2 separate regions of the Mus musculus genome follow, and region 2 is linked to region 1. The links are chromatin contacts, called in public promoter capture Hi-C maps. All regions are on one chromosome and are shown on one strand. The core of a region is the stretch at or near the end of the contact, and the rest is flanking DNA. Distances in the headings are between cores, read along the strand shown.

The links. Promoter capture Hi-C pulls out the DNA fragments that hold promoters and counts their contacts.
Region 2: a promoter capture Hi-C map of stem cell-derived epiblast-like cells shows a contact between it and region 1, with 4 times the contacts expected there. The contact joins the promoter of Dppa4 here to the promoter of Tagln3 in region 1. A contact is called at or near these places in 4 of 39 promoter capture datasets (embryonic stem cells, hippocampal neurons, liver and 1 more).

The regions. Positions count from the first base shown.
Region 1 is chr16:45,722,576-45,726,834 of GRCm38.p6, reverse strand. It overlaps Tagln3 (transgelin 3), which reads left to right and starts at 2,304. Exons shown (of 4, transcript NM_019754.3): 1 at 2,304-2,708; 2 at 3,738-3,912. The coding sequence starts at 2,529.
Region 2 is chr16:48,281,984-48,286,242 of GRCm38.p6, reverse strand. It overlaps Dppa4 (developmental pluripotency associated 4), which reads right to left and starts at 2,508. Exons shown (of 7, transcript NM_028610.2): 1 at 2,402-2,508. The coding sequence starts at 2,425.

The DNA.
Region 1 (4,259 bases), core at 1,055-3,554:
CCTCAATGTGGAATCTTCATATATGGAGGGCTAACTGACTCTTTTGAAGTTCTTTTTTTTAAAAAAGAAGAAATATGTTTTATGTTTATGTGTGTGCATCTTCATGAATTCATGTGCCCACGTGCTTTTAAGTGCCAGAGGAGACCAAAAAATGGCGTTGAATCCCAGGAACTAGAGTTTCTTGAGTTATGACAGAAATAGAATATAGAGACTACATCTAGAAAAATGCAGGCAAGTTTCTAAGGTAAATATATATTTTAGGGAGCATGATACTTCCCATTTTACCTTGTTTATACTGGTATATTCAGGGGTTTACTGAGAGGTTTGCTTTCTTCCATCAATTAATGAAGCTCACTGGGTCTTCATTCGTAGCCTTCAGCATCTCTTCGCAGCCCTTGACTCAGCCCATCCCTCTTACTCCAGGAGGTTGGTCCCTACGGTCCCTGCCATGACAGTGCTTTGCCTGTGCATTATTGATAGAATTTACTGCCTTGAAATCCTCTGCTGATGCTCCAATCTCTTTCTTTAAAGCACTTTTGAGTTTGAACTTGTTTTTATGGCATCATTTATTTATCCCCAAACAGCTCGGACTTGGTGCCTGAATTCCTCAGGGCCTCCGCCCTCCCCCCCACCCCCGCCCAACTTGTAATGTTAATTTTCCTTTAGTTCTGGCCTTGATGGTCTTTTCATGTTACTTGCTTGAGTAACGTCACCCAGGTTCATGGTTTTAACTCCTACCTACCAAGCAGATGACTCAAGTTTCTACCCATTAGATGATTCTCCTGAGCGCCAGACTTATAAAACAGTCGCCCAATGATCTCAGACAGTAGCAGGACCAACTTTTATTACCTCTGTCCTTTGTATACCACCCTACCTGTGAGTTCTTCTGCAGTAAAGTAGCACCACTATTAATTCAGCTACATCAGTCAGATGAGTGAGTCTCTTGCCTTTTATCCAGTGATGATCTGGTGGTTTTCTTTCTCCTGAAAATATTCGAATTCCCTTGCATGGCAAATTAGTGTGAGGTTGGTAAGTGCCTAATAACTGGCTTTTTACTGCTGGCACTTGCCACCATCCTTGGGATATGGATTCTCATCAGGACCAGATTCAAACTTCCGCTGTGGCATCTCTGAAAGCAATGTGGCGAAGAAAGCCCAGGACCATACAATTATACAGTGTTTATCTTCTGTAGAGACTTGAATACAAATATCTTCAAGAATATAAATTATTGGGAAGTGTAACAAAAATAAAGAGCAATTCATTTTGGATACTTCATCTTTGTCACTTTTACTTATGTAACCCAGTAACTAAAGATGACAGAATTTACAAACTGACCCTTAAAATTACTGAAAACTCTAACCTCAAACCCTTGCAAAGCAGTGTTTTATTACCTGGAGCCAGTCTGACGTTCCAGTCTCAGTTTACTTGCTGATTCTAAGACTTTTTCACCTTTTAAAAAAATACTAATTTAAAATATTTATTTTATATTCATGAACGTTTTACTTGCATGAATATCTGTGCACTGAATGCAACCTACCAAAACTTTTAGGGTACGGAGAGACTTCTGTTTAATTAGAAAATTTGTCTTATATATTTTATTTTAAAGTAACATTTATAAGACTTATCCCTTGAATAGAGCCAAACCAAGCCCAGAGGTTTTCTACGGGTTGGAAGTTTCTGGATGGAACTGCCTTGACAGCTTAAGTAAACGGTTGCAGCTTCCAGTGTCACCCCCATCCCGACCCCATCCTGTCCTGTAACAACTGTCCCTTCAGTGCAAGGTTAAAGTGGTTTGGCTATTCCTGGCAGATGGGCACTTAGCAGAATGGACCCTCCCAGAGGCCCAAGTCCCCTCAGGCAGCTGTGTGGGGCCTCAGATACAATGCTGGGTTTCCCAGAGGAGAAGAAAGGATTGTGCGGCAGAGAAAGAAGCTCCCAGCGGGAGGCAGGCGGTCTGGCCTGTCTAGGAGAGGGCTGGTTTTGGGGCGCTCTTAGCAACAGCCCTGGTTTGACCCTCCTTAGCCGTGAGAAAATCAAATCCAGGGCGCCTTGCTTCCAATCTCCTGCACCATCCGCGGCGTAATGTTGAGACATCCTTTCTCCCGCCTGTTAATTACCTGCTCTGGGCATCTCTAGCAAAGTGCTGCTGAGAGCGGAAGCAAGCAACCATCGCCCACCACCCACCGTCTGTCTGGGGGCTTATGCTCACGAATGAGTCCCATGTACATCATCCGGTCTGCCTGACAGGCAGGACTGAGAAAGGGGGGTTCCAGCCCCCCGTGGGCTGGCCAGGGCTTTATTCTAGAGTCCAGAGCGGCGCGTGGCTGCGCTTTTCTTTCCCGTTTGTAGGTGAAACCCCATTGGCTTCATTGGCTCCTTGATTTTAAACCACGCCCGGCTTTCTGCCCGCTTTGCTGCTGCTGGGTTCGGCCTCCCTGCCACATCCCAGCCGGGTTCTCAGGAAACCCGGGGGCTCCTGTGGCTGCTATTGTGTGGATGCCGCGTGTGTCCTCTCTTCTCTTCCAGAGATGGCTAACAGGGGTCCGAGCTATGGCTTAAGCCGAGAGGTGCAGGAGAAGATTGAGCAGAAGTATGACGCGGATCTGGAGAACAAGCTGGTGGACTGGATCATCCTGCAGTGTGCTGAGGATATAGAGCACCCGCCCCCGGGCAGGGCCCATTTTCAGAAATGGTTGATGGACGGGACGGTAAGGCGGGCAAGGATATTGGTTGTTGGGGCGCTGGGCAGGGAAACCCTGCTAGGGCCTTTTCTTTCCATGTGAGGCCCGGGGAGATCCCCTGTTGCCAAGGTCTGGGTCTCACCGGGAGAGATGAGCATGCCTTTATTTCTCCAGGGCTGGCTGCAATTCTGAGGGCTCTCTGCACAATTTCCTAGCTAGTTTAGAGGATTCTCCACCTATATGAGACTCAAGCTTCCTTCTGAGCTGTAAGCAAAACTGGAGCCCTTTTGATGTTTCCATTCAGAGTAGGGCTAAGCGCTGCTGCTGTGTGATCTCCTTAGCCTTCTTGGGCTGTTCTTACCCCCAAGGGAACCAGCTGGTTACACGGTGAAACAAAGGAAGGGGGTCAGGCTAGCCAACTTGTCATCCTCCATGGAAGCTGTATCCCTTGGAGGTGCTCAGGATCTCTTGAGCAGATGAGTTCCCCTGAACAGGAAGGGAATCCTTATGTGATAAGTGCCTTTCTGTCCAGATACTGTGTGTTTGGGTTCCAGGAGGACAGCTGAGCTAAGTCAAAGAAGCCCATCTTTTCTGGCAAGCTGTGATTTACTGTTACATAACTGCTATCCCACCTATTTGTTGGGCATCGTAGGGCTTGGCTTCTAAGAGTCTCTGAGAAGACCCAATTCAGTTCTTTGACGCATCACAAACTTAGATAGGATGAGTTAGTGAAAACAGCAGATCCCAGAGAGCAGATCAGAATCCTCCCGGTTCCCCGTGAGCCTCCAATGCATCCTCCATTAAGAATGGGAGATCATGTCCTCATCATCCAGGATTTTCAAGGAGGGAACTAGGTTCTGGCTGCAAGATTGTGGTCAGCTATTGTCTGTGAATGGGCTCCCTGGGGGTCTTCTGTGGTGTGGGTGTGTGTCTGTGTGTGTGTGTGTGTGTGTGTGTGTGTGTGTGTGTGTGTAGATGCACCACTCACTTCTGACCTGTGACATTTATTGCAAAGGGAAACACACTAACCCTCTGTCCCCCACACTCCCTTTTTAGGTCCTGTGCAAGCTGATAAACAGTTTATATCCACCAGGGCAAGAACCCATCCCCAAGATCTCAGAGTCAAAGATGGCTTTTAAGCAGATGGAGCAAATCTCTCAGTTCCTGAAAGCTGCCGAGGTCTATGGTGTCAGGACCACTGACATTTTTCAAACAGTGGATCTCTGGGAAGGTAAACTGCCCTCCTGGCTTTAGGTCTGTCTCCCCTGGACTCTTGTCCCAGTACCTCTTCTTTTCTCTGTCCTCTATTTGCAAAAGCCACTTACACAGGGATTCCCTGTGCTGCTTGGGGGAGGGGAAGTGTGTTCTCAGCTGTCATCCCAGGGACAGTGCTGGCCTTCCTGTTTGTGATGCTTTCTGGGTAGGGGTCCTGTCGTACAGAAGGACACATATTGAGGCTAGGGCAAGAACCTCAGCCAAGTAGTGGCTAAGTGTGATAGTGGAAGTGTCCACAGAGAAGAAGGGAACTGGCTACACGCATGTCTTTTCCTCTAGTCGGCCTTCCATCACAAATCACAC
Region 2 (4,259 bases), core at 1,259-3,758, 2.6 Mb before region 1:
GATGGAACACAGGGCCCCTAATGAAGGAGCTAGAGAAAGTACCCAAGGAGCTAAAGGGAACTGCAACCCTATAGGAGGAACAACAATATGAACTAGCCAGTACCCGAGCTCGTGTCTCTAGCTGCATATGTAGCAGAGGATGGCCTAGTCAGCCATCATTGGGAGGAGAGGCCCTTGGTCTTGCGAAGATCATATGCCCCAGTTCAGGGGATTGCCAGGGCCAGGAAGTGGGGAGCAGGGTGGGGGCAGGGTATAGGGGACTTTTGGGGTAGCATTTGAAATGTAAATGAAAAAAAAATCTTAAAAAAAAAAAGAATAGAAAAAGAAACAGGCTTGGTGACATACAACTGTAACCCTAGGCTAGGACCAAGGCCAGGCCAGCCCAGACTTGTAAGACTATCTTCGTCTTTGTTTTTTAGAGCTAGGGTTTTTCTCTAAGTAGCTTCCCTGGCAGTCCTGGAATTAGATTTGTAGACCAGGCTGGCCTTGAACTCAGAGGCCCGCCTGCCTCAGGGTAAGTGCTGGGATTTGGTCCACAGGCCCGCCCCCTATGGGACTGTCTTAAGGAAGGAAGAAATCCAAACTGAAGCTGTATTAGCACCTGTGCAGTGAATGCAGAGGAGGCACCAAGGATGTGACGGATCTGTCACATCCTTGGTGCCTCCTCTACCCAAGCTTAGGCTACAGGATAAAACTAAAGGATGAAATAGGTATGAACAGAGCAACAGAAGATAATGAAAGCAACCGGATAGTGGTCCACTCTTGGACAAAGAAAACCTTACTCTGTAGTCTCACACCCAAAAACTGTTTCCCCTAGTCCTTGGTTCTAGGCTCACCCAAAGAAATTTGTAGCCAGAGTGATGTACCAAAGGCACTGTCACTTCCGTGGCTTGATTTCCCTTCAGAGCCTCTCAGACATGGCCTAGGGACAGTTTCCAATTGTTAAAACAGCCTGGTGATGTGTTAGGACCCACCCACTCCTCCTTCAGTTCTTACACCTCACTGTCCTCCGAGTCTCAATTCAAGGGTTATTTTGCTGGAATCTCAAAAATCTACCACATGTTACCTCATTTCCATGTGTCAATTAATTCCATCTGATTTTAAACTCCATAAGAATGGGGTCCCTCTCCCTTTTATTGCTGAGGATGGATAATAAATATTCAGTTTAATTAAGGGAACAACAACAACGACAACAAAAAAATCCCTAAGCACAGAAAGAAACACACACACACACACACACCAAAAAAAAAAAAAAAAAACCTAACAAATATTAAGCCTCTTCCAGCATATACACGACTAAACACACTCCTTGCCTCATTTAATCTTTATATAACTTCAGAACCACTACTGTATTTTCAACATGGAGGGCCAAAAGTTAAAAGCTTATTAAAGCCAGGTGGTCATGGCACATGCCTTTATCCCAGCACTCGGGAGGCAGAGGAAGGCGAATCTCTTCAGTTCCTGGCTAGCCTGGTCTACAAGAGTGAGTTACAGGACAGCCAGGGCTACAGAGAAACCTTGTTTCAGAAAGAAAAGAGAGGGTGGCACCCGGGAGGCAAACCAACCTGGTTTACAGAGCGAGTCCCGGGTACCCAGGACTACAGAGAAACAAAACAATAACTCACTAAATAAATAAGTAAAACCACCAGGTCACTTAGCTCCAAAACCTAGGTCTTTTCCACCCCCCCCCTCCTCCACCCCCGCAATTGTGGAAGTGACAATTTAGCATTTCCTGTTACTTGACACCTCAGTTCTCTCCCATCACAATAGGGACCGGCTTCCCAAGGACTAAGATTTACTTTTGCACAACCTCTTTATAAAGGATTCACTTTAGGACTTAACAAAATTCTTACAATAAAGAAAGATGAAAATGGCTGGCGGTTTCTTGGGGAGGAGTCCAGGAAAGTGCTCAGCATCCTATCCTGGCTACTACAGTTAGGAACCAGCAGGTCTGCCATGTCAAAATTCATAGATTCTGAGGGCCTATGGATAAATTAAGGGGCCTGGAAGCCCTGTAGCAGGCACTTTTGGGTTAAGCCCTCGGGTCCTCTCAGGTTAACTGGGGACTCCTTCCGAGGCTACCCAAAGCCTCAGTTTATACCCTGTTTTATCCCGGGACCAGCTACGGGATTCTAAATTCCTTCCTAACAAAGCATTCCTTCCAAAACACACCCTCCTCTCCTAACACATCTACACCCGGGCCCCAGGGTCTCGCGCAAGGCCACTTCGAGCGGGCCCGCCAAGCCACACACCTGCCTTTAAATAATAATTTTTTTTAAAAAAACAATTAAGGTTGTAACAAATTGTAACGCTCATTCTTCTCTTCTCCAAACAATGGCTGGCTATACTCAAAAATGAGGGGCCCTCATTTGGAAAGCCAAATTGTAAAAACAGTTCTCACCTTCTTGTCTCCAGCAGTCTCCATCTTGAGAATAGATGAATCCTCCGAAAGAAAGTTCTCCCAGCTTCCAAAAGACCTCTGACCTCAGCCGGCTTTTCAAAATCTCCTCCTACTTCCTGTTGTCTTGAGGCCCTCTTCCGTTCCCCTCCCCTTCTGGTCCCACCCTCAACAAAATTGTGATGCTAAAATCTCCTTTTGTGGCTGATTTTAATAAAATCCCCTTTTGTGTGGTTTAATTATTAGGCTTGTTTCCTCGAATTTTTTTTTGTTTGTTTTGTTTTGTTTTGTTTTTGAGGCAGAGTTTATCATTTCTTTGCCTGGCCAGAAATGCGCTTTGTATATTGTACTGTCTCAACCTCCGGAATACTGCGATTTAGAGGTGTGAGCTGCTACCCCCTGCTCCTGGCAACTGTAGATCTGGGATATTTAAAACTGTAATTATTGCTGGGCGTGGCAGCACACACCTTTAATCCCAGCATTAGAGATGCAGAGGCAGGTGGATCTCTCTGAGCTCCTGGTCAGCCTAGTCTACATAGTGAGACTCTATCTTAGAAAAAAGAAAAAAAAAAAAAAAAGGGAAGGAAGGAAGGAAGGAAGGAAGGAAGAAAGAAAGAAAGAAAGAAAGAAAGAAAGAAAGAAAGAAAGAAAGAAAGAAAGAAAGAAAGAAAGAAAGAAAGAAAGAACCTAAATATTGCTAAGGGAAAGTGAAGTTCCTAGAGAATTCTGAAAAGACTGCAAATTTATCTAATGGAATTAGCATCCTGAACAGGAATGAAAACAACCCAGTTGCTCCAGAAATCCTTTTCCATGAGATGGCAGGGGGTGGGGGTTGCATTGTTTTGGTGGTTTCAGGGCTCACCCTGGGCTTTGTTTCTGTGCACCAATCAATCTACCACTGAGCTACAATCCCAGCCCATAAAATTACAACTCTTTTAATTCTTCCCCATCCAACCCTCCTTTTTTGAAGTCTCCACGGACCTGCAGCATACTGAGGTCTTCCTGTCTCATCCTCCTGACTGCTAGGATTCAAGGTGTACCCCACCACACCTGGCCAGGGCTTGAATTTCTGATCTTCTAGCTTCCCCAGGGCTGGAATTCAGGCCACCGAGCCTGGTTCAAAACTGTAACTTTCTATCTGCCAACTGTTTTTTTTTTTTTTTTTAAAGATTTATTTATTTATTATATGGAAGTACATTGTAGCTGTCTTCAGACACTCCAGAAGGGGGAGTCAGATCTCGTTATGGATGGTTGTGAGCCACCATGTGGTTGCTGGGATTTGAACTCTGGACCTTTGGAAGAGCAGTCGGGTGCTCTTACCCACTGAGCCATCTCACCAGCCCTTTTTTTTTTTTTTTTTTTTCTGCCAACTGTTAAAAGGTTTTGTCGTTGCTAGTTGGTTGGTATTTGATAACAGGGTTTCTCTGTGTAGCCTGCTGTCCTGGACCAGGCTGGCCTCGAACTCACAGAGCTCCTCCTGCCTCTCTGCCTTCTGAGTGCTGGGACTAAATGCACGTCCCACCCACCACCAGACATTCCCTCCTTCCCCCCCCAAAAGTTTTTAAAGTCTACTGAGTATGTCGTGAATCCTGGTAATAAAATTCCGTCGCTGTTGGTTTCCCTTTTGCAGATGACGAAGATTTGTGGGAAACTACTGGTAACTTGCTTGTCCAGTAAATGAACATCAAGCTTGGCTTAAAATAAAGATCAAGACTCTCTCTTCCGATGTCAGCACCACCCTCTCCCACAAAAACAAAACAACACAACAACAACAACAAAACCAACCAACCAAGCAAACAGGAAAAGTTCCTTTGGGCTCTTCTCTGCAAGAGACCAGAGATGTGAAGTGAGAGACTGTGCG